5 separate regions of the Sus scrofa genome follow, and all the other regions are linked to region 3. Evidence: chromatin contacts called from public HiChIP or PLAC-seq and promoter capture Hi-C data. All regions are on one chromosome and are shown on one strand. Each heading gives the region's core, a stretch centred on a gene start, on an enhancer-like site or on the middle of the called end of the contact. The rest is flanking DNA. Distances are from core to core; before and after follow the strand shown. Region 1 holds the start of PLSCR3 (phospholipid scramblase 3). Region 2 holds the start of KCTD11 (BTB/POZ domain-containing protein KCTD11). Region 3 holds the start of FXR2 (fragile X mental retardation syndrome-related protein 2). Region 4 holds the start of FGF11 (fibroblast growth factor 11). Region 5 holds the start of EIF5A (eukaryotic translation initiation factor 5A-1).

The links. Promoter capture Hi-C pulls out the DNA fragments that hold promoters and counts their contacts. HiChIP or PLAC-seq counts read pairs in DNA pulled down with a chosen protein or histone mark.
Region 1: an H3K27ac HiChIP or PLAC-seq map of alveolar macrophages shows a contact between it and region 3. The contact joins the promoter of PLSCR3 here to the promoter of FXR2 in region 3. A contact is called at or near these places in 1 of 47 Hi-C or Micro-C datasets (embryonic fibroblasts) and 2 of 2 datasets of contacts at active chromatin or transcription factors (alveolar macrophages and skeletal muscle).
Region 2: an H3K27ac HiChIP or PLAC-seq map of alveolar macrophages shows a contact between it and region 3. The contact joins the promoter of KCTD11 here to the promoter of FXR2 in region 3. A contact is called at or near these places in 1 of 47 Hi-C or Micro-C datasets (heart right ventricle) and 2 of 2 datasets of contacts at active chromatin or transcription factors (alveolar macrophages and skeletal muscle).
Region 4: a contact with region 3 is called in an H3K27ac HiChIP or PLAC-seq map of alveolar macrophages. The contact joins the promoter of FGF11 here to the promoter of FXR2 in region 3. A contact is called at or near these places in 2 of 2 datasets of contacts at active chromatin or transcription factors (alveolar macrophages and skeletal muscle).
Region 5: a promoter capture Hi-C map of liver shows a contact between it and region 3, with 4 times the contacts expected there. The contact joins the promoter of EIF5A here to the promoter of FXR2 in region 3. A contact is called at or near these places in 1 of 5 promoter capture datasets (liver), 3 of 47 Hi-C or Micro-C datasets (heart right ventricle, liver and skeletal muscle) and 2 of 2 datasets of contacts at active chromatin or transcription factors (alveolar macrophages and skeletal muscle).

Annotation. Positions count from the first base shown.
Region 1 is chr12:52,721,107-52,726,173 of Sscrofa11.1, reverse strand. PLSCR3 (phospholipid scramblase 3) reads left to right here and starts at 1,604. Exons shown (of 7, transcript XM_021067824.1): 1 at 1,604-3,150; 2 at 3,416-3,657; 3 at 3,758-3,800; 4 at 3,899-4,119; 5 at 4,394-4,555. The coding sequence starts at 3,144.
Region 2 is chr12:52,695,042-52,700,334 of Sscrofa11.1, reverse strand. KCTD11 (BTB/POZ domain-containing protein KCTD11) reads right to left here and starts at 2,180. Exons shown (of 1, transcript XM_003358250.5): 1 at 1-2,180. The coding sequence starts at 1,384. The coding sequence ends at 686. It overlaps ACAP1 (arf-GAP with coiled-coil, ANK repeat and PH domain-containing protein 1), which reads right to left. Exons shown (of 25, transcript XM_021067819.1): 20 at 5,170-5,293; 21 at 4,457-4,629; 22 at 3,963-4,072; 23 at 3,763-3,873; 24 at 3,371-3,420; 25 at 1,589-3,050. The coding sequence ends at 2,950.
Region 3 is chr12:52,900,386-52,905,523 of Sscrofa11.1, reverse strand. It overlaps FXR2 (fragile X mental retardation syndrome-related protein 2), which reads left to right and starts at 2,267. Exons shown (of 17, transcript XM_003131974.5): 1 at 2,267-2,488.
Region 4 is chr12:52,738,577-52,743,364 of Sscrofa11.1, reverse strand. It overlaps FGF11 (fibroblast growth factor 11), which reads right to left and starts at 1,275. Exons shown (of 5, transcript XM_013981311.2): 1 at 1-1,275. It overlaps TMEM102 (transmembrane protein 102), which reads right to left and starts at 4,423. Exons shown (of 9, transcript XM_021067827.1): 1 at 3,464-4,423; 2 at 3,199-3,377; 3 at 2,773-3,196; 4 at 995-2,770; 5 at 636-725. The coding sequence starts at 3,677. The coding sequence ends at 2,043.
Region 5 is chr12:52,656,470-52,661,469 of Sscrofa11.1, reverse strand. EIF5A (eukaryotic translation initiation factor 5A-1) reads right to left here and starts at 2,430. Exons shown (of 6, transcript XM_021067817.1): 1 at 2,371-2,430.

The DNA.
Region 1 (5,067 bases), core at 355-2,854, 180 kb after region 3:
CCCATATCCTCATGGATACTAGTCAGGTTCATTTCCATTGAGCCACAATGGGAACTCCCTAGTCCATCCTTTAAAACTACAACTCCTGGAGTTCCCGTCGTGGCTCAGTGGTTAGCAAACCCAACTAGCATCCATGAGGACTCGGGTTCGATCCTTGGCCTCAATCAGTGGGTTATGGATTCCGAGTTGCTGTGGCTGTGGTGTAGGCCGGCAGCTACAGCTCTGATTAAACCCCTAGGCTGGCAGAGTTCCTGTCGTGGCTCAGTGGTTAACGAATCCGACTAGGAACCATGAGGTTGCAGGTTTGATCCCCAGCCTTGCTCAGTGGGTTGAGGATCCAGTGTTGCTGTGAGCTGTGGTGTAGGTCACAGACTCGGCTTGGATCCCACATTGTTGTGGCTCTGGTGTAGTCTGGCGGCTACAGCTCCCATTCGACCCCTAGCCTAGGAACCTCCATATACTGTGGGAGCGGACCAAGAAATGGCAAAAAGACAAAAAAAAAAAAAAAAAAAAAAAAAAGAGAGAGAGAGATCCCTAGCCTGGGAACATCCATATGCTGCAGGTGTGGCCTTAAAACAACAAAAAGACCAAAAAAAAAAAAAAAAAAAAGAGAGAGAGAGAGAGTTCCCTAGTGGCCTAGCAGTTAAGGATCCAGCATTGTCACTGCTGTGGCTCAGGTTCAATCCCTGACCCAGGAACTTCCGCATGCCATGAGTGTGGTGGCCAAAGAAAATTGCAACTCCTGTCCACCATTCTCTATCTTTCTTACCTGCTCCATTTTTCTTTATAGAACCTGTCACTGTCTGACTTTAGATGTATCTAAGGTACATTATCTGTCTCTTCTCTAAGATTAGAAATTTTAATTTTTTGAAAAACTGCTATATTTTCCTATCACCTTAAATGCTGTCTGAAATATAGTTGGTGCTCACTTAATCTCTGTTGAATAATGGAATTTCTATGTGTTTGTACATTTTGGTGGAGGCTGCTGCATAGTTGGGGCTGGCTAGAATATGAGGCAATGAAGGGTACCAGGGGAGAGGCGAGGCACTTGAGTGTGATGCAGATGATGACTGAAGCTGTTGGACCAGCCCAGAACATGGACATGGGGAAAAGGAACCACCAAATCTGCTTCTCCCTATGTTCATCTTTTTGTCTTTTTAGGGCCGCATCTGCGGCATAGGGAGGTTCCCAGGCTAGGGGTCCAATCAGAGCTGTAGCCGCCGCCCTACGCCACAGCCACAGCAACCCAGGATCGGAGTAGCATCTGTGAACTACACCACAGCTCATGGCAACAGCAGATCCTTAACCCAGTGAGCGAGGCCAGGGATCAAACCTGAAACCTCATGGCTCCTAGTTGGATTCGTTTCCACTGTGCCACGATGGGAACTCCCTTTCTTTCCTTCCTTTTTTTTTTTTTTCCTAAGGGCCGCACCTGTGGTGTACAGACGTTCCCAGGCTAGGGGTTGAATCTGAGTTACAGCTGCGGGCCAACTCCATGGCCTCAACAATGTGGGATCCAGGCTGAGCCTGTGACCTACACCACCACAATCAGGCAATGTCGGATCCTTAACCCATTGAGTGAGGCCAGGGATCAAACCTAAGTCCTCATGGATACCAGCTGGGTTCTTAACCTCCTGAGCCACCACGGGAACTCCCTCCCCATGATCATCTTGACGGATGAGACCTCCATCTACTGGTCACCAGACACATGAGGTCATCCTGAACTCCTCACCTCCACATCTCATCTCCTCAAAAACTTCTATATTATTATCTAAATATCTCTAAAATCTGCCACTTTTGTCCACCCACACTATCACAGCCATCCTCTCCCCAGACTACTACAACCCACACTGGGTGCCTCTCGTGTGTTTAAATGGCTTTCTAAAACATTCGACTTTCTCCCTCCATCTGAAAATCCTTCAGTGGGCTCCCTGCTGCCTTTGGGGCCAAATCCCAGCTCGCACAAGGCCTTCTGGGCCCGTGGGCCGGACTCCCTCTCTAAACTCATCTCCTGTCACTCAGCCTATAGCGCCCTGAGGCGCAGAACTTCCTCACACCTGCGGGCCTGGGCTCAGGACCCAGAGCAAGCGAAGGATGCGACTCTTCTTGGGGGAAGCCTTCCCTGCTGACAGCGCTGCCTCCTCTGCTCCCGCTGAGCCTCATTTTACATCATTACTGACAGTCCGGTGGCCTGTCCCCCGAGTGGCTGGGGGCGCCTGAAGGAAGTGCTGTAATTTCAAGGTGTCTTTGGGGGTCACTGCTGCGTCAGGGAGAGGAGACTGACGAGGTAGTCCCAGGGAGGCAGAAGGGGAGCCAGGAGCCGGTCCTAGGAGCCAACGGATGAGTGTTCAGGGTGTTCCGCTGCGTCAGCGAGGCCCGAACCGCCCTCGGGAGGAGGAGCCTAGGGTCCAGCGCCGCGCAAGCCGCCCTCGTTCCCACCAAGGGGCACTGAGGACTCTGCGCCCGCGGACCTGGCAAGGGTCGCAGAGCTAGGTCTCACCCAGCTGCCCTCCCAGGCGAGCTTCTCTCTGGGCTTCTGCATCGAGCGGAAGTGGCGGGGACGCTCGCCAAGCCGCGGAGCCAGGGGCCTGGGGACCGAGGCCCCGCAGGAGAGCCGGCACTCTTTCTGCGCAGGCGTGTCGCTCAGGCCGGGAGGGGCGGGGTCTGGTAGGGGCGGGGGCGGAGCCAGTTCCCGGGCCCGCCTCCCCTAGCTCCCCGAGCCGCCGAGCGCTGGGCGCCCCGGCTGTTCTAGGGGCTTCAGGTGAGCTGGGGGCGCTGAGGGGTCCGGAGACCTCCCTCGAGGTCGGGCCGTCGGTCTGACCGCGGGCCCATCTGCCTGCCGTCTGCCAACAGCCGCCTCCGCGGAGAATGGGAGAACAAAGGGAGGGGGCGGTTCTGGGGCCCCTGAGGGAAACCAGGGTCCCAGGGCCTCCGCCCTGCCCGCTGACACTTTCGGTTTCTCCCCGAGTCAGACGCGCCGCCCTGGAGACCCTGGGCCGGCGGTGGGCGCAGCTGCCTCTCCGCGTTTGCCTGTCCGTCTTTGTGTCTGTCTCTGTGTCTGTCTGGCTGTCTCCGAGCTTGCCTCCACTTCTAGAACTAAGCCTCCGGGACACCGACATCCCGCGAACCCTCCCCCGTCTCCCATGGCAGGTAAGTGGGTGCAAGGCTGAGGGTCTCCGTTATCCCCTCACGGACTTGGGAGCCCAGTGTCGGACGCATCCTCCGGGAATGTGCTCGGACTGGCTGTGTGGGGCCCCTCCCTTCCTCCCAGGAAGCCGCCGCCCTGCTCCCCCGCCCCATCTTTCTCCGTCTCTTGCCACCACATTTCCCTCCACTCAGCCTGGCAGCCCGCGGGCTAAGGGGTAGAGGGGTGAGGTGGGGAGGCCCCTTCTAACCTACTCCTGTCCCCCCACAGGCTACATACCCCCCAAGGGCTACGCCCCTTCGCCCCCACCTCCCTATCCTGTGACCGCTGGGTACCCGGAGCCGGCGCTGCATCCTGGGCCCGGGCCCAGCCAGGCGCCAGTGCCTGCCCACGTGCCTGCCCCAGCGCCCGGCTTTGCTCTCTTCCCCTCGCCCGGCCCTGCGGCCCCGGGGCCAGCTGCCCCCTTCTTGCCAGTGCCCGGGGTGCCTTTCGGCCTCGAATTCCTGGTGCAGGTGAGTGGAAGGAAGGGAGGGAGGGGTGAGGGGGCGGGGGGGGTACCCAGGCGTCTCGATCCTCCAGCTGACGTCTGCGCGGCCCCTACTCTCTTTCCAGATTGATCAGATCTTGATTCACCAGAAAGCTGAGCGGGTGGAAAGTGAGTGGAAGGAGGAGTAGGTTGGGCCTCGTGATGGGGGCAGATCGTGGGCTCTCGGTCCAGTGGTGCCTGAGCCTCAGCGTGTCACCCCTTGGCAGCGCTCCTGGGCTGGGAGACCTGTAACCGGTACGAACTGCGCTCGGGGGCCGGACAGCCCCTAGGTCAGGCTGCAGAGGAGAGCAACTGCTGTGCTCGTCTGTGCTGTGGCGCCCGTCGGCCCCTGCGAGTCCGCCTGGTGGACCCCGGGGACCGAGAGGTGCTCCGCCTGCTCCGCCCTCTCCATTGTGGCTGCAGCTGCTGTCCGTGCGGCCTCCAGGAGGTGGGTGGGGAAGGATGCGGCCAGGGAGAGACTCGGGTTGGGGGCGGCCAGTGATGGGAGCAAGACCCGGGAGGAGGCATGGGGAGAGTGGTGCCTCAAGTGCAAGTTGGCCAGCAGGTGGGATGGGAGGTCTAGAGAGGAGCGTGACAGGTAGTCTAGCGAAGGGGATGGGAAGTCTTAAGAGGGGAGAGAGACAGGTGATAAAAGTAGACTGGTGAGCGTTTGGGCCAAGGCGCCCTGGTTGGGCAGTGACCCTGTCTGCCTCTCGCTCCAGATGGAAGTACAGTCTCCACCGGGCACCACCATTGGCCATGTTCTACAGACCTGGCATCCCTTCCTCCCCAAGTTCTCCATTCAGGATGCTGATCGCCAGACGGTTTTGCGAGTAGTGGGCCCCTGCTGGACCTGTGGCTGTGGCACAGACACCAACTTTGAGGTATCAGGAAAAAGGGGAGATCTGAGCCCTTCATAAGCCAAGATGAACCGTGAGGCAGGATGGCCGACAGAATGGGCACGAGCCCATCAGTCCAAATCCCCTGTGATGCCTACCATATTTCCGGTTTTCCTCTACTCAGAAATAGTCTGGCCCATGGTCTTAAAAAAAATACGGCGAAGAGGGTTTCATCTTAAGGGCCAGTGCCGATTGTTACTGCAACTGTGTATTGGGGGGTGGTGGGATTCAAGGCCAGGCTGGATTTAGGGTGCAGGATGGTTATTGAGTGCACTGTGAGCTGGGCCCGTGTGGCTGCTGTGTTTTGAGTTCCTGAGCCCAGGCCCTGGAGCAGGCACAGATTTAACTTGCTAACATGTGCAACTCGCCCTGCCAACCTGCAAGTCCAAATGAACACCGCCACCCTAGCATCCAGGCAGTATCCTTCTGACATGCATCCAGTCACCCTCTGGGAGCCTGGAGAACCCAAGTGGTGACCATTTCGGAGGAAGGCCTGG
Region 2 (5,293 bases), core at 931-3,430, 210 kb after region 3:
CGTGCTCCCGCCTCCCCCCTGGGCAGCCCCACCATCAATATGGGGTCTTTTAAGATGGGAAGGATGCTCCAGCCCCACAGTTAATGGGGATTCTCCTAGCTCCCTTGTGGCCACCTAGGGTGGGGCGTAGCCTTTCTGTCTCCCTCAGTGGTGGCTTGGGACATGGCAAAGGATCTCCCTTCCCGTGTGTCGGAGTGTCCTGGCCTCTCCTTGGTCAGGCCAGGCCAGGCCAGGCCACCAGCTCCAGGAGAAGTCACAGTCTAGGAGACCACATTAAAGCAATCCAAAGACCCTCTTTCCCCAAACCCTGAGGGTCCCTCCACAGGTCTGATAAGCCCAGCCCTGCAAGAGAAGTGTCTCCACCTTTCCAGACCCTGAATACCGAGCTCCAAGCAAGGAAACACTGGAGGTCCCCAGGCTCAGAGGAGAAACAGCCAAGGGAAGCTTCCCTACCCCTCCCAGGATTAGCATCAGTCCAGACCCTCTGGTCTTGTGGGCTCTGGTTTGGGGATTGCTGCCCATATCTGGGCTCCAGTCAGGTGCAGTGGGACTCCTGACTCTCACAGCTCCCCAAGCAGAGCCAGGAAGAGGCCTCAGGAGAGCCTTCATCCCTTTTGGCACCCCCTTCTTTTTCCCCTTCCCCCCCGCCCCGGTCAAACGGAGGGCAGCGTTCCCAGTTCAGTTCTTAGTGCCGAACGAAGCGCAGAGATCGGGAGTTGAGCAGATCTTCGGGGTCAGGGAAGACGGAGTCGAGACGGAAGCCGTGCTCCAGGGCCACCCGCAGCACCTCCTCCAGGAAGCTCGGGGTGCCCACCACCTCCCGTGGCTCTCCTGGCCCCCCAGTCCACAGGGGCTGCAGCCCCAGTCTCTGGTACTCCACTTCCGGGAGTTCCGAGGGGCGGGGGGCCCACTCCAGACGAAAGTGTGGGCCTCCCTCCGCCCTGTCGTCATTGGCCACACCAAATCGGGCCCGCATGGCACCCAGACACTCGGGGTCGGTGCAGAAGAGGTTGGCCCGGAAGGTGTCCACCTGGACAGAGCTCAGCTCATAGTGGTGCGGGCCCCGGCGAGCGGAGAAGTGCACCAGGCGGGGGCTGCTTTCTACATCTGCGTGGAGCAGGGCGGCTGTGGGTGCCGGGGTCCCCCGAGATGCCTCTAGTTCCCGCAAGGCATCCAGGAGAGGCCGGATCTGGTAAAAGTCAGCCTCTGCCCGGAGAAGCGCCGTCTCCCCATATCCACGGGGCAAGTCCAGGCGGCCCAGCCGCAGAAAGTTGAGGATGTGCCGGAAGGCCTTGCCATCTCGGTCGATGAAGTAGTGGCCACCTCCCTGGGGACTGAGGTTGGGGGTCATGGGGGTACCGGCCCTAAACATGGCCCCCAGCATGGAGTCTGGGAATCGAGTCAGCGTCTCCAAAGTGGTGGAATATAGCGTGCCCCCCACATTCAGGGTCACAGGGCCCCCAAAGGCGGGGGGCGGAGAGGGCACAGGAGGAGGGGAAATTTTGAGGAGTACTGGGGACACCGAAAGAGAAGAAAAGGCGGAACTTCCTGGGTGTGTGCAGAACTGGGGCGTAAAGTTCAGGCAGTCTCTGGGTCGGAGGCACAAATTGGAGTACAAGGCAGCAAGATGTGGGGCTCACTCCAGCTACTGTGGTGGGGGAGGGTTCTGGGCACAGAAATTCCGGAAAGATTGGGAGAACGGATAAAAACAGCAGAGGGAAGCCAGAGAGGGACGAGAGATTTAGGTCCGATTCCGGGGGTCAGCGATTCCTCTATGTGGTCTTCAGACAGTGGGTTTCCGAAATCCAACCAGCAGGTGACGGTGGCGAGCACAAGGCCGACTCTTTGAAGGGTCAGGTTTCTGAGCTCTGGGGCAGAGCGCTGTCGCTCCGGGCGAGTCGATGCAGAGCTCCGGGAGCCAGTCGGAGGCCGGGCCTGGCCTGGCTCCGGCGCGGGTTCCAGGAGATGGAGGAGGGGCTGACCGGAGCCGACACCGGAGGCTCCTCTGTGTCCGCTGGGGAGCGAGGATGCACGCTCAGTCCGAGCTGGCAGTGTCCAAGGACTCCGATGGAAGCAGCCGGGAGTCTCGAGACCGGGCGCCGCCGCCTTCCCCCAGTGTCGTCGCAGCCGCTGAAGTCCTCTCCGCCCCCAGGAAGTGGCCTAAGGGCAGCGGCCGGGGGCCCTTTAAGAGGCAGCCCCGCCCCCTGGGCGCCCCGCCCCCCGCCCCCGCCGGGCGAGCGCGGCTTGGGTGGTGGTGGGAGCCGAGAGCGGCGAACCGGAGAGACGGGGCGGACGGGCTGGCTAGGCGGACGCTAGCGGGGGTGGGGTCCTGCGGGTGACTCAGGCGCGTCGTTCCGGATGTGGCTGCGACGGCCCCGCCGGCCCCCAGGTGTGCTAGACCTCACGTCTGCATCTAGGCTGGAGCCGGCCCCTCCTATCTCGCCGCTCCGGAAACCGAAGCCTGGCCGTCGGGGGCTGGGGACCAGTTCCTTCCCAGTCGCTCCGCAGGGAATTCCCGAGGGGGCGGGTGCTGAGCCGCCGCATTCCAGGGATGCCTCCGGGCCTGGGCCGGGGTGGCCTGAGCCAGCCTCGCCATCCCAGCCATATGCCAGCACCCCCAAGGGAAGGCCGGGCCCAGCCCACGCGAGCGGCTTCTCCCCACCCGGATGGGTCTGGCCACGTCGCCTGAGCCTACGTGCCCCGCGCGACTCTCAGACTGAGGCCGAAGCTCCCTCTTCTTGTTCCCCTTGTTCGCCCCTCCGCCCCTCGTGTGACTCAAGCTCGCAAACTCCCAGCCGCTCCTGCACCCCAAGAGACGCAACGCCCAACTCCTTGCCAGCCTGAAGGGGCTGCCCAGTAAATGAACTTTGAAGAGCAAGGCACAGAGGATTTAATGGCGAAGGGGCGGAGGGGAGGAGTAGCCGGTGCGGGGCCCTCGACGGTCTGAGATCATAGCGTGTGGAGGTCATGACTGCGCCGCCTCAGCTTCTCGGGGTCGTCAGATGCCATGAGGGAGAAGTCTCGGAAGATGTCGAGATACGTCTCATCTCCTGAGGGGAGGGAGGAAGGGCTGGGACGCCGGGTGGCTGGGCGCTAGCACTGAAGCGCACAATGGGGACAGCCCGGCCTGGTAAGAGCACGCGCTTCCAGCGTGGGTGGAGGGGACATCTGCGCTGTCAGGGCAGCGCCCTCGCCTATTCTTTGCTCTGTTTCAAGGACCTGGCGCGTAGGATGTGCCCCATCCATATCTGTTGACTAAATAATGTAATTAACCAAAGAAGCTGAGCACAGGGGGTTGGGGACAGGTCACCAGCGACCAGAAGCCCAGAGTTACAGTGTCGTGTGGGGGCGGGGGTGGGGGGTACTTTACCAGCCTGGCCCTGGGCCGCATCGGCCTCTCTCATCTTTGCCAGTCGGAGCCTGTAGGGAAGGGAATTAAGGAATGAATGACATTCTCTTAACAACCTACCCCCCCAACTTCCTATCTTTTGAGTTGGGAGTTTCATTCATCTGTTTTGTTGAAAAGATGCCTAACGACAATATTAACGAACGTTGCCTCTCTCAGAATAAAGTCCCCTTCCTCGGACCCTGCCCTCCCTCCTTCTCCAAGCCTCAGTCCATCCCTGGAGCATCCTTTCTCTGCCTGGTCCAGGAGCTGGCCCCGCCCCTCCCGGGCCCCGCCCGGCAGGCGGGGGTCTCCGCCTCAGCCCCGCCTCCAGGGGAGGGTGCAAGCACGAGCCCCGCCTCTCCAGGCGTCCTCACAGAGTGACGATGTCAGCGTTGGCTTTTTCCACGGCGATGGTCAGGGGGTCTCTGCCTTCAGAGTCTCGAGCTCCCAGATCAGCCCCACGTTTCAGGAACAGGCAGGCCAGCCTGGACGAGACGGCCACATTCAGCCAGCGCCTCGCCCCGTCTGGGGCCTTCCCCGCCCCAAGGCCGTCCGTCATCCTTGCCCCCCCTACCCGGTGTGGCCAAGAATGGTTGCGTGGTGAAGCGGGCCCCGGCCCTGGTTGTCCGCTTGGTTCACACTTGCCCCGTTCTGGAGGAGAAACTCACAGGCCAGAAGAGAATTCTGCAGAGAGAAGCAGAGAGGGGCATTTTGAGAGGCACATGTGAGCATCGGTTAGAGTGGGGTCCGTTCAGAGGCCGGGGATGGGAAGGGCAGGCTCTGCTCTAGCTCTTTACGTGTGTTCGTCCATTAGATTCATGGAAGGACTTCATGAGCTATGTTATCTTCATTTTACAGATGAGGAAGCTGAGCCACAGGGAGGTTCCTAACTGCAAATGGTAGGAGTCTGGATTCAAACTCGGGTTTGTCGGCCTCCAAATCTCACACTCTTTGCAACCAGTCTCTATTGGTTATAGCCCCTATGGGATGGCAAGAGGGGCAGGGGCGGGGACCAGGGTCAGGCGGAGGGGAGGGGAGGAGGGGTGGGGAGGTGGGCGAGACTCTCACAGCAGCTGTGGCCTGGATCAGCGGGGTGGCATTCTCCTGACTCGCGTTGACCCAGTTGACATCGGCTCCGTGGGCGAGGGCATCAGCCATGGTGGGAAGGGACGGAGGATGCCCAGCAGCTCGAAAGAGCAGGGCCCCAGGGTGCAGGCTGCCCAGGTCCTCAGAGGGTGGCTCTGTGAGGGGAACCAGCCTTGAATCTGGGAAGAAAGCCCTCAGCAGTCCCCGAATGCTGTCATAGGACAGGTCACTTCTCAACTCTGGGGAGGCCTTCTGGGCTGGAGGTTGTGGCGGGAGGTGACAGGGGTGTGTGTGAGTGTTTGTGGGCAGGTCCCCTGGGGTGCACGGGAGAGACAGCCTCCTTCCCCTCTTCCTGTCCAACCACCCTGACCGGCTGGGATGTCCGGGGAGCTGACGGCCGGCCTCGGCTCTCCGGCTCCCTCTGTTCCCGCTAATCCCACACCCTCCTCCCAGCTTTCTCCTGACTCGACACCCTGCACAGCCCTCCCTGCCTACGCCCAGCCCCCCCAGCCCCCCCCTCGGTGCTTCTCATTCTCCACAGTAATCCCTGAAACGCTTGCCTGGTAAAACCAGGGCTGCTGTGGGCCTCCCCACCCCTGTTCTCAGGCGGAAGGCCTGGGCCTCAGCCTGTGCGTCCCAGCTCGCCAAGCACACAGCAGGCGCTCGCTGACTGCCCAGCCCAACCACCCCTATACCTGGCTTGGATCTGAAGCTCCCCGGCCGGGGCCTGATGTTCCCCGGCTTTGGGGGCACGGGGGGCTGCCCTCTTGGGGGCCCCCGGCCACCTCTTCGCCCCCGAATCTCAGGAAGCTTGGTCAG
Region 3 (5,138 bases), core at 1,018-3,517:
CCCACTGATCGAGGCCAGGGATAGAACCCACAACCTCATGGTTTCTAGTTGGATTTGTTTCTGCTTCACCATGATGGGAACTCCTGAAATTTTGTTTTTTTGGCTGCATCTGTGGCACATGGAAGTCCCCAGGCCAAGGATCGGACCAGTGCCACAGCAGTGACCCAACCACTGCATGACAGTGCTAGATCCTTGACCCACTGCTCCACAAGAAAACTTCCATTACCTAAAATATTAGTCCAGCCATATTTCCTCGGCAAGTCAGTTCTGACCAAGTTAGACTCTTCAGTATCTCAAATACACTGTACTCTTCTCTTTGCACATGCCATTCCTCCATCTGAAATGCTGTTTTCCCCCTTTCCCACTCCCATCGTTGGCCTAAGTGAACAATGACTAGAGCAGATGGAAAAGAGCAAAAGTCAAATCTGAGAGGACTGTTGGAGCCAGAGGCTTGGAAGTTGATGATGCTGCCATTTCTAAAAAAAATTCAGTCACTCGAATTGCTTGAGTCCAAACCCACTGATTTCCTCTAATTCTCTCCTTATCAGAATCACTGCTGATAATCTACCATTTCTGCCACCCTAGTTACTGTCTCCGGCACTCTTTTTTTTTTTTTTTTTTTTGGTCTTTTCAGGGCCGCACCTACAGCATATAGAGGTTCCCAGGCTAGGGGTCTAATCAGAGCTGTAGCCACTGGCCTGCGCCACAGCCACAGCAACGCCAGATCCGAGCCAAGTCTGTGACCTACACCACAGCTCATGGCAACACCAGATCCTTAACCCACTGATTGAGGCCAGGGATCGAACCTTCATCCTCGTGGTTCCTAGTCGGATTCCTTAACCACTGAGCCACGATGGGAACTCCTAAATCTTAGGATATTATACTACTGCTTAAGATCTTTCAGTGGCTCCCCAGTTTTGATAAAAGAGAGCTATTCTCCATAATCTGATTTACAAGTACTTCAGGGTGTAGCCAAACGCTCTGAACTAGTTGTGGTTCCCCAAAGGACATGTTCTTTCTGCTCCTCTGCACCACTGTATTCCTTTATCACATCTTCAGATGGACTCCATGCGCTTGTTTGTTTAAACTTGTTTAACTGCCTGCCTCTTCCTCAATATGTTATAAAATCCTTGTTTTGGGGACGTTATGTCTTTGTATCTTTACCACTTAACACAGTAATTGGAACACAGGGAGGGCTAAATAAATATTTGTTAAATGATTAATTGTACAACACAGGATTCTAGTTTCTGGGCTATTTTATTCACTTCTACCTAAATTTCTTACTTACCTTGGTTTAAGAATCCAAAGTTTTCCCTCTACCATCCTTTCTCTGTACTAATATTTCCTATTTTGAATATCCTCAACACTTAGATTCAAATCTTGTGCTAATAACCTAAGTTGCATTTGCCTTTTGGTACTGCCTTGAAATTCTTTTCTAACCTTTCATCATATGCATGATCAGAATCTTCTTAAGGCAAGAAGACTTTAACCTCATCGCACAGTTACAGGCGATCAGAAGAGTCCAGACTGGCGTGTGGACCGTAAAACCCGGCGCATGCGCACCAGGCTCTTTTTTGGGGGGGCATTTCGACTTTTTTTTTTTTCCCATTTGGAGCGTGCGCACCAAGAAAGACAAAGGTGGGGAAAGTGACCAAGCAATCATTCAGGCGCATGCCCATCCCTAACTTGTTCAAGCCCGGTGGAGTGCACTGTGGTGAAGGGGGTGTGGTCTGACCTGGAGCAGCAGAAATCCAATCCGATTGAGTGAGCTCGGTCCCTCCCTCCCCATGATTGGTTAGCTCTCAGTGTTGTGGGGCGGGGAAAGGAAGAGATGGGGGCGGTGGAATGGTGGGGGGGACGGAGAAAGAGAGCCAGTCTGGTTCTGCGCAAGCGCAAGTACGCGACCAGGAGGGGGCGCGAGAGAGTGAAAAGAAGTGTGGAAGCCCTGGTGCGCTGGCGAGCGCGAGCTGGGTCGCCAGCCTTGACGCCTGCGCCGTGGCCCTCGGGGCCCGCGCGCGGCGGGCGGGTGCCCGGTGCGCCTGCGCAGTAGGCGGCGGCGGCAGGGGGAGGTGGAGGCCGTGGAGCGGCAGCGGCAGCAGCGGGTCCCGGGACTGAGGCAGCAGCGGGGGCGGCGGCGGGCGGAAGCTGAGGTGACGAAGGCAGCGGCGGCGGCGGCCGATTCCCTCACGGTGGCGGAGACCAAGGCGGCGGCGGCGGACGGGGAGCGGCCCGGCCCCGGCCCCCTGCTCGTTGGCTGTGGCAGGGCCGCCGTGGGGCCGGCCCGGCTCCCGCCCCCCGCGGCTCCCCCTCCGGCTCCTCCTCCGGGGAGACGCCGGGGACCTGGCCCGGCCCGTACTCAGAGCGCTGCTGCAGCCGCCGCCGGGGGAGTCGGAGGCGGTGGCGGCGCCATGGGCGGCCTGGCCTCGGGGGGGATGTGGAGCCGGGACTGCCCGTCGAGGTGCGCGGCTCCAACGGGGCCTTCTACAAGGTGAGGCGGCGCGCCGGCCAGGAACGCGGGTCTTCAGCCCCTTCTCTCCAGCCGGAGCGGGGAAGAGTGGGGCGGCATTGAGGTTCTGGAGCTAAGCCCCGACCCTTAGAGCCTTAGACCTGCTCCCACCCGCAGCCCTCGGGGTGGTGGGGGGGGAGACCTCTGGAACTTAAACCCCTTCGTCTTATGTTTGGCCCGTCTATTCCGCCTGCCTTCACCCGCATCTCAGGAAAGAACATCAGGGTATTAATTGTGCTTAGATCAGCGCCCCCCCCCCACCTCCCAGAAGAGACCCCATTTACCCAGCGTCTCATTGACTTTTCCTGTCTCCTAGTAGAAGACATACCTTAGATCTTCATCACGTCTTCCCCACAGTCCTAGCACATGGAGAATTCTCTTTATTCTCCCCTATTGCCCCCTTGGGAAGGCCGTCCCATATTAGATCCTTTCATCTTCCTCGGAGAGGCCTCTGCCTACTGGCTCTGAAAGACTCACCCCACTTTCATCTTATATTTCTGTTCCCAACCCAAGGAGAAACGGTCAGAATCTGTTTATGACATTTAGTATCTTTGACCTCAGGAACTCTGGGCTGTACCAGTCAAGTTGCCTCGTAGCCATAAGGTGGCATCTTTTCACAAGTCTCTCACCCCACCCCTTTATTCCAAGATTAGCTGGTCTACCGTTCTCCCTAGGGGTGGTTTTGTGTTTGTCATCTCACTTTGACCTCGGATACATTTAGATCCTTCGGATAGTTTCATCCTAAGGAGTGTGAGCTTCATAGCCCTGATCTCTAAAAGGGGCTCTCATGAGGATTCTCTGTTTATTTAAAGCATTTCTTTCCACTTCTGGAAGACTTTTAGCCAACTCACCCAATTTGGGAATCTGATAGCCTTTTTTTTTCTTTCTTTCCTTTTTTTTTTTTTTTTTTTTTTTTTTTAGGAGCAGCTGACTATCTTTAAAAGATCATTGTTTACTTATTTCAGCTCCCTCCGTTGCCTGGGATTTGGTTTTTTAGAACTCCTTTTATTATCGCCTTCTTTATCTGTTCTGAATCCATTTTTTTTTTTTTGTAGGAGGGGTTTTCCCACTTAGATTAAGCCAGAGGGAGACCCCAATTGCCTCTCAGGCATTTTTCTTTATGTGACTGATCTTACTCTTGTTATTTTGAACCTCTTTGGACTTTATGCCTGCAATTGTTCCAGAGACTTTCCTGATTCCTGTCTTAGTCTTTCTTTTACCCTGAGGAGCAAGCTCAGAGATACCTTTTTGTAACATCACTTTTGAGGAGAAGAGCCCCCCTTTCCTTCAATTTCCCCCAAGCTTTTCCTCCTATAAGAGACGTCTCCAGCTTTGTGCCCTTGGAAATGACTTTCTCCAGCTCCTTCCCTGTGAAGTCATATCTTGTTATAACTGGAAAGGGTCTCATATTTGCCCTTGGAGTAGAAAGTTTCTGCCCCAGCTTCACTTGGTAAGTTCAGTGTAGTCATCTTTTAACTGAGTCCAAATGCCTGTTTATTTCTGCCTTACTTTCCTCACCATTTTTCTTTATATTCTTCAGTGCCTTTAGTTACCCACAGTCCATCTTATCCTCTCGATTTAAGTCTTGCTTTTTTTATCCTAATATTTCTATATTCCTGTGTAATCCCAGGAACTACCTATTCCATTACTCTCTTGAAATGGGAGAAGGAAGCTCCCAGCTGATCCCTTCTGTCATTTTTTTCTACATACTTTCCTAACTCATGGGACTTTTTCTTCTAGCCTTCCTCTATTGCATTTGTTTCCCTTGGCAAAGTCTCTTAATTCCTTTCAGATTCTGATAGAGTACATTTGTCTCTTATATCCTTTTCCCCAAAACTTGTATTACCTTTGTTGAAATAATAAATTTTAGCCTTATTTCCCACAGTATCTTGTCCTGCATCTGGGTCCTTGCACCCCCAAGAAAAAGGATTCTTAAATTGAGTCTGAGATCAAGATATGATGTTTGCTTTTGTTCTAAGAAGCATAGGAGCCAAGCACAGCGGGAGAGATTGATAACCAGTTCAAATTAACTGTGTGAGACTGCTGGGAAGTCCTTTCCACATCCAAGTGTCCAAGAGAAAATCTCTACATCTTTCCCTTTTTTCCTGTGGGCTATGGCAGTGATAGTTGTGATTGAGTGAATTGGGGATAGGATGCTTTGAATCTGAGAGTAGAGTTCGGAGTTGAACTGAAAGCCATGCAATGTGGATTTTGTGTTCTGGCCACTTAGCATTTTCTGCTCCACGCTGCAGTTGAAAACAATAGATCCTTAAATTCAGACTAGGCTTTCTTCAACTTTCAGTGCCATATAGATACTTACCCAATCTGACCTTGTTACTGATTTAATATTCATGACTCAGCAAACTTCACTGTGGTTCAAGGAGTCTTCACGTTGCTTCTGGAACTATATATTTGGGAAGGTTCTTTTCATCGGTGTCAGAATTGGGTCTTGTTGTTGATCTTCTCCCAGGATAGAACTGCAAATGTCAGATTAGGGATCTGAGTTTTCTTATAGCTATCCCATCAACTCTTCCTCTTCTGTCAGAACTTAAGGTATCTTATTCTTTAAAGTGTAGTCTCTCGGATGAAATACTCTTCACCTCCCAGGGCACAATAATCCAATTTTCCAGAC
Region 4 (4,788 bases), core at 26-2,525, 160 kb after region 3:
TCCTGACGCTCCGGTCCCGACTCACCGCCCCACCCAGAGGACCTGAGGATAAGCCCTAGACGACCCTCACCCCTGGCACCAGCTCCCACCCTTGGGCCCGGCGCTAGCTCCGCCTGCCAGACCTTGCAGCCTCTGCACCTCTCAATGGACCCCACCCTCAACTTTGGTCCCCCTTCTGAACACTCCTCCTTTCCCTGATCTCCAGTGTCCCTGTCCCCCACTTCCCCTGTCCCAAAGCCAAGACCCTCAAATTTTCCAAGCTACGGTTTCAGTATTCCCAGGCACCTTCCCACCCTGTTTCAGGCCCTGCACTCCAGCCAAATCCACTCTTGCAATCTTAAGTGTGTGGGTCCTTAGTTTGGGGGGTATTAGCTCGCCTCACTCCTGCTGGGGTGCTGCCAATGTCAGGGAAGAACCCAACCTCGGGTGTCTTTTCCTTTGCCACCCACGAAGTGCAGAATCCCCCACTTTTTTTCCCCCCACTGGAATCCCCCAAAACTATATCTGGAAATATCCAGACTGTCCCTGTTCAGTGAAGAGGTTCCCAGGCCCTGTCTCTGGACAAAACCATTTCTCACCAAGTCACCCCCATTTCTAGTGGCACAGCGTTCCAGCTGCTGAGCCCCTTTCCTCACCTTGTTACCCTCCACTCCTTTTGAAGTCACCTCCAAATCCGCCCTTCCTAGTGGTTACACCAGGTGGTTGTCTGAAGGGCCCTCTGTCACCTCGGAATAAGGAGCATAGGTTTTTGGTTTTCCTTTTTTTTCTGGCAGCCCCTTAATTTCCTCGGGGACAGCTGGTGCTGTTTAGATCCCACGCCCTCCAATCCAACCAGCCCCCCGAGAGAGGAGTGCACCCACGTTGTCACGGGTCCCCAAATGTGAGCAGACCCCCTGTAAGTCAAGAGCGCATCGGAGCTTTCTGCGACAGGGCTTCCTGGTCCTCCCCGGGACTGCCTATAACACCCCCTCTTCCTTCCCCGACGCCCCTCAACCTGTCCTGTCTTGTCGATCCGGCGACGGCTGGCGCTGGCTCCGGTTCCAGGCTCCTCCCTCCCTGTACCCCGCAAGCGGAGCTTCCCCCCACGCCCAGCTAGGCGTCCCGGACCCCAGGAAGGAGTGAGGGTGTCTCCGCAGAGCGCCCTGGTCGGGCGAAGTGAGCACTGGGCCTGGCGGCTGGACCAAGCGGCGAGGCGGCAGCGGCGGCAGCGGTAGCGGCTGTGGGAAGCTGAGGCGGCGACGGCGACAGCAGCTCCCCCTCCTCGGAGAGCCGGCCCGGGGGCGGGGCAGGGGGCGGAGACGCTGGGAAAGAGGGGGGTGAAACTGGGCGGGCGGAACCCCGGGGTTCCTTGGTGGCTGAGAGTGAGGACGGCCTTAGAGGCAGGCGGAGCCGAGGCAAGGCCGCATGTCTCGGGGTTCAGAGGATGAGGGACAAGAAGGCGACTCCACTGAACGGAACCCTGGATGGGGGGAGAGGTTGGGCGTCAGATGGAATGGCGGATGCCTGGAGAATGGAGAAAGGGACCCTACTACCCTACTACACGGGATGGAGGACGGCTGGATGAGGAAAGGGCGGGGTTGGGGGGGGAGTAACGGAAGAGATAGGAGTGGTGGTGAGTTCTAGCCTGGGGTGAAATCTGGCCTCCTTAACAACTCCGCTTTTCAAACTGGTCAGCTCCTGGTCTCCATACCGCTTTTTTTCCACGTTTTGTCAGCAAATAATTTCCCCCACCCCCATCCATATTGACTCCAAAGAGAAAAGACCATAAGAACTGGGGGGGGGGGGGGGGGGAAGACGGCGGCCCCGAAGGCTGCACGGGAGCAGGAGGGGTGCTGGCCACAGATCCGGAAAGTGGAGAGGCCAGAATGGAACCTGTGCCAGGAGGAGGGTGGGAGGATGGGGAGGAATCGACGAGGAGGCCTTCTAGAACGGGCTCTTTGGGACCTGGGCGCTCAGCCTGTCTCCCAGGTGAGGGGAGAGCAGTGCCCTCCACATTCCGCTGGCCAACAGAAGCACTTTCCAGGCCAGTTGGAGCAGCATCTTTAATGGGCCCCGCCTCCCACGCCGGCTAAGCCGCCCCCCTTGCGCGCCGCCTTGGCCTCCTCCACGGCGGCGCGCAGGGCCCGGGCAGGGTCCCCGCGAAGCAGGGCCAACGCCCCAAGCAGCGAAACCGCGCCGTCCCCTGCACGGAGCTTTTGGCCACTCAGAAAATAGTGGGGCAGCGTCCCGGCTTCGAGCACCCGGCCCAGCTCATCCAGCAGCCCGAGGCAGCAGGCGCCCGCATTTTCGGGCCGCGCCAGATAGAGCGCGGGCAGCCGCTCGCACGCCCAGTAGAGCAACGTCCGCAGGAGGTAGGGCGCTGCGGCCCGGGTCCCGACCACCAGCGGGCGCAGCAGCGCCTGGGCTGCCGCGTGCGCTTGCAGCAGCGGCTCGGCTATGCGCGCCTTGAGCGCCAGCTCCTGGCGGGCGAAGCAGAGCTGCCAGCCAGAGGCTTCTGGCCGCTCTGTGCCGCCGCCGCCGCCGCCGCCGGGCACCAGGTAGAAGGAGGACGACTCCGTGGCCAACGGGCCGGCCCACGAGTGGCTCCGAGCCCCCTCGGGCCAGCCGGCCACGGACACCACAGGGATCAGGTCGAAAAGCAGGAGTCGGCGCGGGGGCCCGGGCGTAGCCAGCAGGATGGTGGTGTACCCAGCGTGGCGGGCTGCGTGAACCAAGCGCGGGGCACCTGGGACCGGGAGCAGGGACTCAGCGACCGCAGCCAGCGAAGCAAGAACCAGGCAGCCACCTGGGCGGGACACAATGTGGGCCATGCCTCCCGAGCCTCCGACGGCTGGGGCTGTGGCATTGGGCTAACGTCGGCTGCTTTGGTGACGTCACCATTCGTTTTTTTCAATGGTGAGGGAAAGCCAACATCGGTTGCGTCTTGCTGAGGCGACTCTGGCACTGAAACGTTACTAGGTGATTTTTCCAAAGACTCGTGTGCCTCAGGATCAGTGACGTCACCGTGCGGCTGGTCCACAGAGGTTTTCGGGTCCTTGAGACTTTCTTCACTTTGGGTTGGGTGGATGGAATCACCTTCTCCGGGGACTGGGGGTCCTAGGCAATCCTGCCATGCCTCCCTGATGGAGGCTCCGCGTACCTGCTCTGGGAGGCAGACCCATGCGTAACAGGATCCCACGTCCAGTTGCAGCTCCTGCCAGTGTCGTCTAGTGAAAACACGGGCACCAGGAGCGTGAAGCCGGTGTCATAGTGAGGTCCCCGGGCGTAGGGACCTAGAGGCGTAGGCCCCAGATCCAGGGAGCCCTCGCGAATTCCGCCACGAAGCAGCAAGAGCTCTGCCTGGGGAGGAAAGCGAGGGTCCCGACGGTGAATGAGACCTAAGGAAAGAGAAGGGATCGTGAGGGCGTGAACCAAAGCTGGGGCGGGGCGGGGCTGAGAGCTGCCAAAGGTTAGGGTTACTTACCCAGCAAAGAGAAAACAAAGTCCTTAGCCTGGAGGAGGTCTGGTCCCGGCTTGGGCCCGTCACTCCAGCTCTCCTGCACACCCAGCTCCTGGATCAGCTGGGTTAGTTCTTGCAGCTGGGCACCAGAGCAGAAGTCTATGTCCGTGAGCGGCCGGGCTGGGGCTGGGGGCGGTGGGCCCCACCAAGGAGCACTCCCCCAGACGGCGGAAGCCATTCTGTCTTTTGGGGGGGGCGGCTAGGAGGTACACCGACGGAGGGAAGCCCAGACAGGTCTCTCCTTCTGCTGCAGAGAAGTCGCCCCCGTTTTTTCTCTTTTTCCGAGCACTGGGGTCTGCAGGTGAAGGGCTCTAAATTTAGTCTGGAAAACGAACAAATAAATACCTCCTATGTCCTTTTCCTTTTCTCATATGCTGGTCCCCGCCCCGATGGACCGGTTCACCTGACTCAGCAGGTAAAAAGTAGCTGTTGGAGCCCTCCTGCGGAATGCAATAGCCAGTCTCCTCCGCCGCCCTTGTCTACCTCCCCTTACCTCTTTTTCGGAAGAGGCTTGTGGTTTGCGGCTTCCCTCTTACGGGTAGCTGCAAGGGCCGGGGGAGAAAAAAAAATGGATAGAGCGAGTCAACAGGTAACTTCTTCCTGCTGCCCACGAGGCCACGCCCCTAAATTACGATCACGCCCCTTTCTGGAGGCTGTCGGGGCGGTTCGGGCCCCGCCCAGCCTCCAGCCGAGTTCACTCCTTTTTTTCGCTCGACTGAGATCTCAAGGCCATCCTGGGAGTTGTAGTTTGTCTTCCAAGCTACCAGGGCGTTGGGGCCACGCCCCCACATCCTTTCCTGTTCCGTTGAAGAAGTGCCTGATGGAAGTTGTAGTTTCTATGGCGATAAACTGTTCTGTGTCTTTCCAAGCCCAGGTCAACCCCACTCAAACTCGTGGAGTTAGAGCGGAGGTGTAATAGGATGGATCTGAATAGCAAACAATAATGGGGACAAGAGTTCCCTTCGTGGCTCGGCAGTTAACGATACCAACTAGGATCCATGAGTATGTAGGTTCGATCCCTGGCATCGCTCAGTGGGTTAAGGATTCGGCGTTGCTGTGAGCCTGTGGTGTAGGTGGCAGATGCGGCTCAGATCTCGCGTTGTTGTGGCTGTGGTGTAGGCCGACGGCTACAGCTCTGATTCGACCCTTAGCCTGGGAACCTCCATATGCCACAGGTGTGGCCCTAAAATGCCAAAAAATAAAATAAAATAAAAACTGTGGGGGACGTACCCTAGGGCCTGGGGAGAAACAAGGGCCTTTAAGTCTCACGTGTCAGTAGAGGAGTCCTG
Region 5 (5,000 bases), core at 1,181-3,680, 240 kb after region 3:
AGGGAGCCCCACCCGTCTCTGTTACACCCCCCCCACCCTATCCACACACGAGCCAGTCATTGGTACAGGAAACCACAAGGCCTCTTTGGGGGATTCCCGCCTCTCCAACATGCATTTGCAGATGCAGCCGAGGGGAAGAAAGTAAAGTTGTTTTCTAACAGATCTCCCTGCCAAACACCTCTGGTTTCCCAAAGGGAACCCAGGAACCCAGCCTCTTCGCGAGGGCCCTCCCACTTTTCCCAGGATGCATCAGTCCTGTCGGCTTTTCAGGCCGGGCCTGTACAGTCAGTAGAAAGTGGGGGAGTGAAGAGTGGTGAATGACAATAAAATGAAAGCAAAAGGCTGGTAGTAGTTAGAAAGTAGAATAAATTATACTAAGCTAGGAAAGTTATGGACTCTAAAGCCGGGAACTCCCAAATCAGACCCAACGAGAACGACAGTGACAAGGTGAAGAGCACCTATCACACAGAGTAACTCATCTGCCCAGGACTTTAAGCCGTTGTCGGCATGACCGAGAAGAGTTGGGCTCCCGTCCAACTGCTCTCAGTTTCCCCATTTCGTTGGCCTCCCAGCACGGAAGAGTGCCACTTACACCTGGCTGGCCACCTCGCTTCACAGGAGGATATGGGGGAAAAGCCCCAGGGGCCCATGAGGGGAGAGAACACTAACATATGCCCGCAGACGGCTCTCCGGAGTGATCAGGATCCGGGCCACGGGCTACTCGCACTCCTCAAAATTCCAAGCCCCCTTAAGCGCCCGCGAGGACTAGCTCTCCCCGCGCGGGGGGTTGCCGGCTCCCGCCCACCATGTGGCCGCCCGGGGCTTCCGGTGGCGGGGACCTGGGGGGAGGGGTCCCCGCGCTGCCATGCGGCCCCCGTCCACGTTCGGCCATGCGGCCTCCGACCCCGAGGGCAGGCTGCCGTGGGGGCACTTCCGGTGCTGCGGGCGCCCCCTCCTCAAAGGCCGCGCCAGGCCGGAGCCACGCCGCCTCCCCTCCCCTCGCTGGCCGCCAACCCCCCCACATGCCCTCTCACCGAATAGCCCCCTCCCCCACCTCACGTGGCCGCGCGGCTCCCGGTTCTAAACGGCCCAGGTACCCTTGCCCCGGCGGGCCGATCTGGTCCCCGGCCCTCGTCCCAGCGTGGCCGCCCGGCGGCCTCTCCCGCGTGGCGGCCTCGCGGCTCGCCGTCCCCCGCCCTGCGTCGCTCCAACGTCACCCGGCCAGCCCCAACCGTCACCCCGCGCGCCAACCGGGGCGCGCGCCCGAGCCTCTCCGCACCTCGCGCTGCTGCCCGACCGAACCCCGTGCGGCGGTGGCCGCCGCTCCCCTCTGCCCCCTCCCCGACACTCGCGCAGTTCCATCTCTACTCCCAGGCCCAAACCAAGGTTCCGCGCACGCGCGCCCTGCTCGCTCTCACCTCGCGCGAACGCACTGACTCGACCCCGTCCGCTCGCCGCGAGCCCAACCGCTGCCTCCGAGCCCGCTGCCGCCGCCGCCGCCGCCGCCGCCTCTACCGCCGCCGCCGCTGCTGCTGCACACGGGTCTTAGTACGCAGGCGCCGACTCCCCACTGACCAACCAAGCAGCCCTGTGACAGCCGCGCAAGCGTGCTACCTATCTCCTCCGCCCTCCACCCCCGCACTGCGCAAGCGCACAGACCCTCCCCGATCTCCACCCTCCCTCCTACCTACCCATCCAATGACGCGCATACGTGACCCCGCCCCTCACAAATCCTGAGCTCGTCCCACCGGTAGACAACGCGCAGGCGCACCCGGTTTTTTAAGCCCTTCCACCTCCTCTCCCCTCCCCGGGTTAGACCACCAGCTCTACCGGACAGTCCTTGCGCTTGCGCAGTAAGGAGCCCCGCACTCCACACCCTCTGAAGGAAACGCCTCGGCCTCAAAGCGCATGCGTGTTGGGAATCCTGACCGCCCCTTCCACCTCAGACGTCGTCTGTACGCCAGGCGTTGAAAAGACCACGCCACTGTATTGCTGGTTCTGTCTAGAACGCATGCGTCTTAGGAAACGCCCCACTTCGGCTTTAGCTGGTCTTAAAAGACTCACACGTTTCAGAAAACTTGTGCTGTGGGGTGGGCCCCTTGTCTCTGAGCCCATCCCCCACGGTTCCGCACATGCGCGGCAGAGCCCTTTCGATTCCAGCCGCCCTAGCGCGCTAGTGCTGGTCGGGTTACCACCCTTCTCAGCTTCACTTCTCTAAACTGCGCTTCTGCTCTGCCATAGAGTTTCGCGCGGGAAGATAGAGCGGTCCTGCCCTCAGCCACCATCTTGTTTAAAACCCTGGTCCGTGTTGGTCCCAGTAGTTTCCACAGAGGCCTTTCTACTTCTGATTCCTAAGATGTAGAGACTTACACGGTATTTCTCTTTTTCCTCCACCTAGTCTCCGCCGTCTCCAGAGCAGTCGTCTACAAGCAAACCTAGAAAAAGTTCACTGTAATGAAGAGTGGGGTATCAGATTTCACTGACGTTCTTTAAGTCCTAGGAGGTGTCCGCGAAGCCAGAAACATGCTCTCCCTCGGAATGAGTTTACCTGGCCCTCGTTCTAGGGAAAAAAGCTGCTGCTTTTCCTGAAAGGTTATAATCTTACCTCTCCAGTTCCAGGATTTTCAGCACTACCTGTATGCCTTCATTGCTTCAGTAAGCTAAGTGGACAACAGAATTGTGTAACAAGACAAGCAACTAAGCTGGGCTTGGAATCTGGTTGTTTTGTTTGAGATGTGACCTGCTAGATGGAAACTGCAAACACTCGTTTGAATGAATACATTTATGTAGCATATAATATCATCACCCCCAGCTCTTCCTACTCAGTTTTCTGTGTTTTATGGCATTTGCTTTGAGAGAGAGAAAACAACAACAACAGTCTTCCTGAGAGTATTGTTTAAAAGTCCAATTTCTGCTCTTGTCAAAGATGTATTACATGACCCAACAATTCCAGTCCTAGGTATCTACCTCCCTCCAAAATTAAAAACAGGTATTCACATCCTTGCACGCTAATGTTTACAGCCGCACTATTCATGGTGGTCAAAACGTGGAAACAAAGGGGTTCATTCCCATTGTGGCTCGGCCGGTTAAGAACCTACTAGTATCCGCGAGAGAATGCAGGTTGGATCCCTGGCTTCACACAGTGGGTTAAGGATCCTGCATTGCTGCAAGCCACAGTGTAGGTGGTAGATGTGACTGTGATCCCATGTTGGTGTGGCTGTGGTGTAGGCTGGCAGCTGCAGCTCCCATCGGACCCCTAGCCTGGGAATTTCGATATGCCAGGAGTGGCCCTAAAAAAAATTGTGTTTTTTTTAAATTAATTAATTTTTTTGTCAAAAACTTTTTAAAGGTGGAAACAACCCAAACATCCGTCAACAGATGAATGAGTAAATTGTGGCATGTGTGTGTAATGGACTATGAATCGCCAAAAGGAATGAAGTGTTAATGCATGCTCCAGCTCGATGAACTTTGAAAACATTTTGCTAAGAAGCCAAAAAAGGTCACATGCTTTATGCTTTCATTGATAAGAGATATTCAGAGTAGGTAAGTACATAGAAACAAAAAGCAGACTGGGGGCTTCTCTTGCGATAAAGTGAGTTAAAGATGCGGCACCGTCCCTGTAGGGACTCAGGTCGCTGCTGTGGCGTGAGTTGGATCCTTGGCCAGGGAACTTCCACATGCCGCGGATGCAGCCAAAAAGGGAAAAAAAAAAAAAAAAAATAGCAGATTGGTGGTCACCAGATGTTGGAGATAAGGGGAATGGGAAGTAACTGTTCAGAGGTCATGGGGTTTTATTTTAGAGTCATGAAATGTTTTGGAATTAAACGTGGTGGTTGCACAACGTGTGAATGCACTAAATACCACTGAATCGTTTATTTAAAAATGGTTTTATGTTATGTGAATTTCATCTCCGTTTATAAATTCTTGCACACACATGTTCAAAGCAGCATTATTCATAAGCAGCAACAAGTATAAACTACTTAAATGTCCATCAGCTGATGAAGGGATAAATAAAATATGGTACATCCATGCAATGAAATATTATTCCACACTAAAAAGGAATGAAGTATTGGGTACACGCTGCAACATGGGTGAACATCAGTCACAGAGTTCCCTGGTGACCTAGCAGTTGGCACACGTTGCCGCTGCTGTCGCTTGGGAACTTTTGCATGCTGGGGGCGCTGCCAAACCAAACCAAACCAAACAAACAAAGACTTAGAGAATAACTTCAATAAAACTTCAAAAAAATACAAGATGACAGTCGCAAAAGACCACATAGTGTATTATATCATTTACATGACATGTCCAGAAGAGGCAAGTATCGAGACAGAAAGTAGATGGTCGTTGCCTAGGACTCAGGGCTTAGGGGGAAATGAAGAGATGGAGAGAGGCCGCCAGTGGCTATGGGGCAAGGGGCAGAGGGTGTCTTTTGGGATGAGGAAAATGTTCTAAAATTGGCAATTCCCAGTGAGGTGCAATCAGTGGCATCTTGGGAATGCTGGGACGAAGGTTCGATCTCTGGCCTGGCATTTCTGCAGCTTAGGTCAAAACCACGGCTCGGATCTTATCCCTGGCCTGGGAACTCCATGTGACATGGGGCGACCAAAAGAGAAAAAAAAAAAGAAAAAATTTTTGGAGTGACAATTACTCTATTCAGATATTAAAAAACATTGGGGGTTCCCATTATGGCTCAGTGGGTTGAGAACCCAACTAGAATCCATGAGGATGGGGGTTTGATCCCCTGGCCTCAATTAGTGGGTTAAGGATCCAGCATTGCCCTGAGCTGTGGTATAGGTCCCAGATGGGGCTCAGATCCATTGTGGCTGTGGCTGTGGCGTTAGGCTGGCAGTTGTAACTCTAATTAGACCCCTAGTTTGGGAACTTCCATATCCCACAAGCGCAGCTCTAAAAAGACAAAAATATATATAATGAATCATACATTTTAAATAATTAAATTGTATGATACGTGAGTTATATGTGGATGAAGTTGTTACTTTTAA